2 separate regions of the Mus musculus genome follow, and region 1 is linked to region 2. Evidence: chromatin contacts called from public Hi-C data. All regions are on one chromosome and are shown on one strand. Each heading gives the region's core, a stretch centred on a gene start, on an enhancer-like site or on the middle of the called end of the contact. The rest is flanking DNA. Distances are from core to core; before and after follow the strand shown. Region 1 holds the start of Lmln (leishmanolysin-like (metallopeptidase M8 family)). Region 2 overlaps Lrch3 (leucine-rich repeats and calponin homology (CH) domain containing 3).

What was found. A called contact is a pair of places that touch in the nucleus more often than the background predicts.
Region 1: a Hi-C map of muscle stem cells shows a contact between it and region 2, with 2.3 times the contacts expected there. The contact joins the promoter of Lmln here to the enhancer-like site in region 2. A contact is called at or near these places in 1 of 39 promoter capture datasets (macrophages), 1 of 484 Hi-C or Micro-C datasets (muscle stem cells), 1 of 115 datasets of contacts at active chromatin or transcription factors (embryonic stem cells) and 3 of 9 other capture datasets (adipose tissue, liver and pancreatic islet).

The regions. Positions count from the first base shown.
Region 1 is chr16:33,060,969-33,064,712 of GRCm38.p6, forward strand. Lmln (leishmanolysin-like (metallopeptidase M8 family)) reads left to right here and starts at 1,553. Exons shown (of 17, transcript NM_172823.2): 1 at 1,553-1,766. The coding sequence starts at 1,581.
Region 2 is chr16:32,933,017-32,936,613 of GRCm38.p6, forward strand. The region is part of intron 1 of Lrch3 (leucine-rich repeats and calponin homology (CH) domain containing 3); the gene reads left to right. Among named protein-coding and RNA genes, the nearest start is that of Lrch3, 21 kb to the left of the region's middle. Within about 2 kb of position 1,590, at least 54 of the 459 cell types and tissues checked have an H3K27ac peak or open chromatin away from gene starts, as enhancers often do. A contact at or near this core is called in adipose tissue and muscle stem cells, where this site is marked.

The DNA of each region.
Region 1 (3,744 bases), core at 303-2,802, 130 kb after region 2:
TCTATAGTGAGGTACCCCCACACCCCAAAAAATGGTTGAGTCCTTTCCACCAAGATGATGGTACTGCAACTATTGCGGGGAAAACTGCATCAGAGGGCACAAGGCAGTTCCCAGAAAGGTTGGTTAGTTCAAAGCGAAGTTGGCATTGCAAGTTGTACTTTTGGAAAAGTGTTCCTTGCTGGGTTGTGAGTGGTCTCCAAAGGAGTAATAAAGAGCAACTAGGTTAGCTCACTAGATTCCTATGTACTTAATATTGGAAACTACTTTTTAGGGGTGTCAGTCTTGGATTTATTATAATCTAAATTGTTTTCCCCAAAAGCTACTTGTGTGTCAGTTATGTGGTCAGCAGTGACCACTGGAAAGGTTAGGTGTCTGAAAGGAGCGGCACAGGGGTCTTAGGTACTCCGCTGGGATTTTTTTTTTTTTTTTCTTCGAGACAGGGTTTCTCTGTATAGCCCTGGCTGTCCTGGAACTCACTCTGTAGACCAGGCTGGCCTTGAACTCAGAAATCCACCTACCTCAGCCTCCCGAGTGCTGAGATTAAAGGCGTGCGCCACCACGCCCGGCGGGATTTTTTTTTTTAAAAGATTTATATGTAAGTACACTGCCACGCCCGGCGGGATTTTTTTTTTTTAAAAGATTTATATGTAAGTACACTGTAGTCTTTAGATACAGAAGAGGGTGTCAGATCTATCTTGACAAATCACCATAAACTGAGGTGGGGTTTGCAATTTTGAGAACTGAAATTGAATGGACAATAAGTGCTGCTTTAAACAATTTCTAGAATTCCATCTTTAAAGTAGTTAGGAAGCCCAGCAGTGGTGACACGCCTTTAATCCCAGCAATTGGGAGGCAGAGGCAGGCAAATTTCTGAGTTCGAGACCAACCTGGTCTACAAGAGTGAGTTCCAGGACAGCCAGGGATACACAGAGAAACCCAGTAACAACAACAAAAAAGAGGCGGGATGGGCTTTGGAAGCTGAATAGTTATGTTTACAAAGTTGAGCCAATGTTGGGAATTAAGTATTTGCGGTAAGCAGAGAAAGGTTGAGACTCCTTTAAGGTATAAGGAATGACTTACACATGCTATGGCAAGTGACCTTTGCGCAGACTTCAACCTTGTAGCTCGGGGCTCTCTAACTTTCCCTGTGTAGTGGGTAGACAAGCTGTCACATATGTACCATAACCCTAGTTGGCTGTCCAAATAGCTTTGGTAGTTACGTGATGGTGCTGGAGTGGACTGAAGGGTCTGGTTCACAGGACCAGCTGTGGGCCGAGCGCTTAGCTGCTACGGAATGAAGTGGCAGCAGCAGCTTCTGAATGCGCCGCTCCGCACGCCCGACCGCTTTGCACTAATCCCCGCTAGCCCAGGGTTCCCACAGCTCAGTTCACGTGGGCTGCCCCGCGGCGCTCATTGGCCAGCTCCGCGCGTCGCCGCGGTCGCCGCTGCCCTCGTCCTCCGCCGGACCCGGCGTAATGCCGGCCAATGGCGAGGCGGCTTACGGCCCGCCACCTGTCCGCGGCGAGGGCGGGCGGCGGCGAGGAGGCGTCGCACTCCATGGTAACGACGCCGGCCCGAAGATGGCGGCCGCTGGGTCTGGAGGAGCGGGCGGCCCGGGACCAGGGCCGCGAGGCCGCTGGGGCGGCTGCCTGTGGGTGCGAGGCGTCCTGCTTGTGCTGGGCGGGCTCCCGGCCGGTGCCGGAGCTGCTCCCGTCTCCCTGGGCACTTCGCCTCCGTGTCGCCATCACGTCCTTTCGGACACTGAGGTAGGGCGAAGCGGGGCGCGAACGGGCCGGGCGAGGGAGTGGCTGGAGTAACGTGGAGGGTGTGGCGTCCCGGATGGCGGACTGCAGGTGCTCTGCAGGAGAAAGCCCTCGCCCGACCCGCAGGACCCGCCGGACCCGCGGGACCCGCCGTCAGCCCCTGCTGCCTGCAGAGCAGCTGAGTTAGGCACTTGTCCCCTCCCGTTCCGCTTAGCCAGTAGTACCACAAACTTGGACGAGCATCAGAATAATCGAAGCGCTTGTTAGAACAGATTGCCGCCCCGCTCCCCCCACTTTCTGACTCAGGAGCTCTGGCATGCATCCCCACAATTCGGATTCCTAGATACTGATGCTGCTTACTTAAGCACCACACCGAGAACCTCTTATCCGAAGACTTGAGAAACAGTTGAAGGGAGAACCAGACAGAGCTGTTGGTAGGAAGGCTACTACTGAGAAAACTCAGGAGACCAAAGTTCAGGATTCGTTTTCTAGTTAGTTATGGCTTTGCTGCCTTTATCCCATCCCCTCTGCTCTGTAAAGTCTGCACCTCCTTTCACCTCAACTCTCTCTCAGTCTTTATAAATTCTTGTAGTCTCGGTTCACTCAGATCTGCCTACCAAAACCTCCCCAGTAGAGCGTTCTTCCCATTTCGTCTGGAGGCCTTATCTGTATTCTGGCATTGAACCAGGTTCTCTTCTGTGCTACGCGTAGCTTTCAGCCTTGCCTTGCAGTGTTCAGACTGGCCTTGAACTTACTGTGTAGCTCAGGCTGGCCTGGAATTTGAGATCCTTCTGCCTCAGTTTCCAGAGTGCTGGGGTTGTAGAAGTATGATATCACTTCTGGCTCTGCTCATCGTTTATCCTCTCCAGTGAGCTTTTTGTTTTGTTGGTGTTCTTTTAACACACACACACACACACACCCCTCCCCCTCGTTTGGTTCTTTCTGTTATTGCTAGCCTTCCTCGACACCTTATTATACGCTCATTTCCCTGTAAGCCCAGTGAGCACATGACAGTCGCATTAAGGGAGTTGCTTCAATTCAGGGCTGAAGAGGTGGTTTCTGCTCCCTGCTCTCTTCCCTCAGCACACATCACATTCTTCTGCTGGGTCTCGTAACTGTTAAGTTTTCATTAGGTAGTGGCCACTGTGAGCCTCCCCCTCGCAGTCTTTCTCCCCGTTACCTTGTGCTACTGTAAGGTCTGAACATGTGTTCTCATTAAGCCCGTAATGCTCTGTGTTCTGCCTCCTGCACAAAACCCCTGGGAAAAGGGGGCCTTACAAGTCAGAGGCACCGTTCCTGTATTTCAAAAGCAGACCTTGCAAGCTGTGTCTTTTCTCCTCTAGTGCCTTCAACTAGTATTCTTTAGTCGTTTTGTTTTCTGAATCAGGGTCTCCTGAGGCCCGGGCTGGCATGGAACTCACTCTGTAGCCTCTACTTGCCTTCATTTCCCAAGTCTTGGTATTATAGGGGTGGATTACCACATTTGGCTTCAAGTGGAACTGGTTTTAAATAGTTCTTCCAAATTTGACAATATATATTATCTATATGACGCTGCCATTCCATTCCTAGAAGCTAGCAGTTCCACTTTTGTATGCTAGTGCTGAGTTTGGTGCTCTGGATTCTGCAGTCTGTATGTGGTCTAGTGCGTATGTAAGTCAGAGAGGGAATAAGCTATGTTTCTCTTAACTTTTCTCAAATAGCCCCTTTTCCACAACATCTCTCCTTAACCTGTTCCTCTAAAGTTGACTTTCGTGCCTTCTGTTTGTGACCTTGAATCAGTTTATTAGGAATTACCGGACTCAGCCGTCTTCATTACCTCAAGGCAATGTAGATGTCATACATGTATCCAAGTACCTGCCACGGTGCCTTGCATATGAAGACACCCAATATACGCTCAACTTAATGAATGCATCGTGGGGCTGTAGTCCACTGATAGAACGTATGACCCCAAAGCCCCGGGTTAGCCTCCAGCATTGTAAAG
Region 2 (3,597 bases), core at 340-2,839:
AAGAAAAATTGAACTGGCCTACCAAAGTGACTTCCTCTGTCTTATATGTTCTTCCCAAGCTCCCATGCCATTGGACAAGGCATTTGACCTTAGTTGGTCTCTTCCTATAATTTGCTGTCTCGAGTGCAAATAGCCTGACAGATAACACTTTGATGTTAGCAGGTTTTCTAGTTATCTCTCAATCTGGTCAAGCTGACCATCACAGTATCTTATTGGATAGTATCCCTTACACAGTCCCTGGTTTTGTCTAGCATTATGGAGGTACATAGTTGGTTTTTGGCATCATCATGTTCATTACTATTGAAACTGGGTCTCATGTAGTTTAGATTAACCTCAAACTCTTGATTCTCATACCTCTGTCTCTTGGGTATTGGAGCTTCATGCACGCATCACCATTCCCTATACTTATTGATAGTTTTTAAGCAGGGTCTCATTGTGTGTCCCATACTGGCATGACACTTGCCGTGTAGCCCAGACTGACCTGGAACTCATGATTTTCCTGTCTTGCTTTCCCAGTGCTGGAATTACAAAGCTTAAACTACAGCTTTGACTATATATTTGAAAAATCATGTATAGAATAGTGATTTGTATACAAGAATTAGAATATTTTTGTTTTGACTTTGAGTTCAAAGAGTTTAAGTTCGACTTTCAGTAACATTAACCTCAAGTAGCCTTCTCCTCTGTGCAGCGTCTGCTTGATAAAGAGGTTTTATACTTGGAGATTACAGCCTTACGGAATAGAGTAACAAAGATGCCATTATTTTTATGTGCTTGGTACTTTCTTCTTTCTTTCAGTTTGTGTTTTTTGAAATAGAGTCTGGTGTGTGTCCTGAAACTCACTGTGGAATCCAGGTGGACCTCAAACTTGTAGCCATCCTCCTGCCTCTGCCTCCTACCTTTTCTTTCTTTTTATATTGCTAGAATCCAAGTTCTAGTATATGCTAGGCACTTGTTCTTCTACTGAGCTATTGCTGCTAAGTGGTATTGTTCTCCCAGAGTGCTTTGTTGAAGGTATTTTTTCTTTTTCTCTTTCTTTTTCTCTGTCTTTCCTTTTGTTGTTGTTTGTTTGGTTGGTTGGTTGGTTGTTTGGTTGTTTGGTTGGTTGGTTTTGGTTTTTTCGAGACAGGGTTTCTCTGTGTACCTTGGCTGTCCTGGAACTCACTCTGTAGACTAGGCTGGCCTCGAACTCAGAAATCCACCTGCCTCTGCCTCCCAAGTGCTGGGATTAAAGGCGTGCACCACCACTGCCTGGTGACATTTATTTTTCTTATTAATAATTTAATTGCCTCCTAAATGATATTTTTTATTTTACCTTGTTTTTTTTTTTTGAGGAAATGAGGATAAAGTAAGTGTGTGTGTGTGTGTGTGTGTGTGTGTAAGATCAGTTTTCTTCTTCTACCATGTCGGTCCTGGGGATTGAACTCAGGTCCTCCAGCCTCGTGGTACGTGCTTTTACCCACTCTCATCTCTCTGGCCCTGAGGATTCTCTCTTTAAAGTTGTAGGGAAATTCTTTCTTTTGGTTATTTTTAGGCTTCCTACCAGTTGAAGTATCTAGTTTCATAATTTCATGCTTGCAGTTTAGATTATTGTCACTGTGGGCATGTGCTCACACACTCAGTTCATAGGTCACCTGCTTTGGGACATTATGAGTCTGTGTTCATTCACTCAGAAAATCAACCATGCTTGAAAACAGCCTTCTTTCTTTTTCACAGCTGTACTTTCCACGAATCCTGTGAGTGGGGTGCTGAGAAATGTATGTGGGCGGATAAAATTTTGGTGCATGTTTATAAAACTAGGCTATGAAAAAATGTTATAAGGAAATTTATGTAGAGAAATGAAAAATTAGACACAGAACTACAACTAAATTTATCTCAGAGAACTGTCCTGGGCTCTTAGTTTGGGTGACATAGACTGAAAGTCTGTATTAGAAGAATATCTGTGACACCAAGGACAGGGATTTATAACAAAAGAAACTCTGAAAAGATAGCAGTATGACAGCAAAACAAGAAACAAGTCCCCAAACCTTCTAACTGATATTAAAACAGTGTCTCCTATAGCCCAGCCTGGCTTCCAACCTGATGTGTAGTTTGTGTATTTCTCTCAACTTCTGATCCTCTTGCCTTTGCCTCCAGAGTGTATGGGATTTGAACATGCATGCAAGGCAAACACTGTACTATCTGGGCTGCACCCCAGCCCTGCCTGTTGTTGAGACAGCTTCGTGTGGCTTAGGCTGGCCTCTAGTTTGCTACTTCTTGGAAGATGACCTTGAACTCCATCCTCCTGCCTCCACCTCCTGAGTGCTGAGATCACTGGTATGTGCTACCATTCCTGGCTTTTAAAGGTAGAGCCAAGAGAAAATAAATTCTGGTTGTTGAAACCACAGCCCTGGCAAGCTGATACACTCTGGAGTCTGTCTTTCTGTTTTACTGTTTGTTCTTGTAGTGCTTTCTCTCTGTCTAGAGCACTGCTTTTAGTTATCCTTTTAGATTAGCTCTGCTGACCACAAGTTCTCTTAGCTTGTCTTGTCTGAAGACCTCTTGGTTTCTCTCTTCCATTCCTGAAGGGTGTTTTTCTAGATACAATTCTGGGTGAGTATTGTTTTCTTTCCGCATCTTAAAAGATGCTCTACTTTCTCTGTTCACTGTGGTTCATAGTGTGGTATTTACTGTCATTTTTGTTCTTTCTCATTGTTTTCAAGATTTTTTTTCTTTATCTTCAGCTTTCAGAAGTCCAGATATGACATATGTTCTTTTTTGGAGGGGATACAGGAATTCTCTATGTATCAGCCCAGGCTGTCCTGAAACTTACTCTAGGCTGGCCTCAAATTCACAGAGCTCCGCCTGCCTCTGCCTCTGCCTCCTGAGTACTGGGATTAAAGGCGTGGCCACCACGCCCGCACAGCTTGATATGACATATCTTAATATCATTTTTCTTCTTTTTAAAATGGGTGCTTTGGTTAGTGTGTCTCATCTCTACATTTATTACTTCCAATAAGGATTTTCTAGGCCTACCCTCCCTTCCTCACAGAACCCTAAGGACGTGCAAGGACTCAGTGTCAGAGCTCTCTCTCTCTTTTCCCCATTTTCTGTCATTCTAAATGGAGAATTTCTAGTGTTCTGCATTTCATTTCATTTCATTTCATTTCATTGCCTGTTGTAAAGATTTATTTTTAATTGTGTGTATCTGTCTGTCTGTCTGTCTGTGCACAGGAGTGCAGGTTCCCTTTGAGGCTGGAAGCCTGCAAACCCTCTGGAGCTGGAGTTCCAGGTCGTTCGTTGTGAACCGCTTGTCTTGGCTGCTGGGAACTGACCCTAGGTCCTCTCCTAGAGCAGCAAGCACTCTAACCACTAAGCCACCCCTCTGACCCTACCTCTTCTCTACCCTCCATCTGGTGTTGACCCTTCCATTCAGGGTGCTTGTTTTCAGTTGCTTTAGTTTTCAACTGTAGTTTCCATTTGTTTTTAATCTCATTTCTTTTGGATGGTTTCCATTGCTCTGGTAGGCTTTCTGTTTTCCGTGTGTTCAGGGAGTTTCTGATGGTTCATTCAAGCATTTTCACAATCATCTAGCAGCTGCCCCACCCTCTTGTTTTCTTT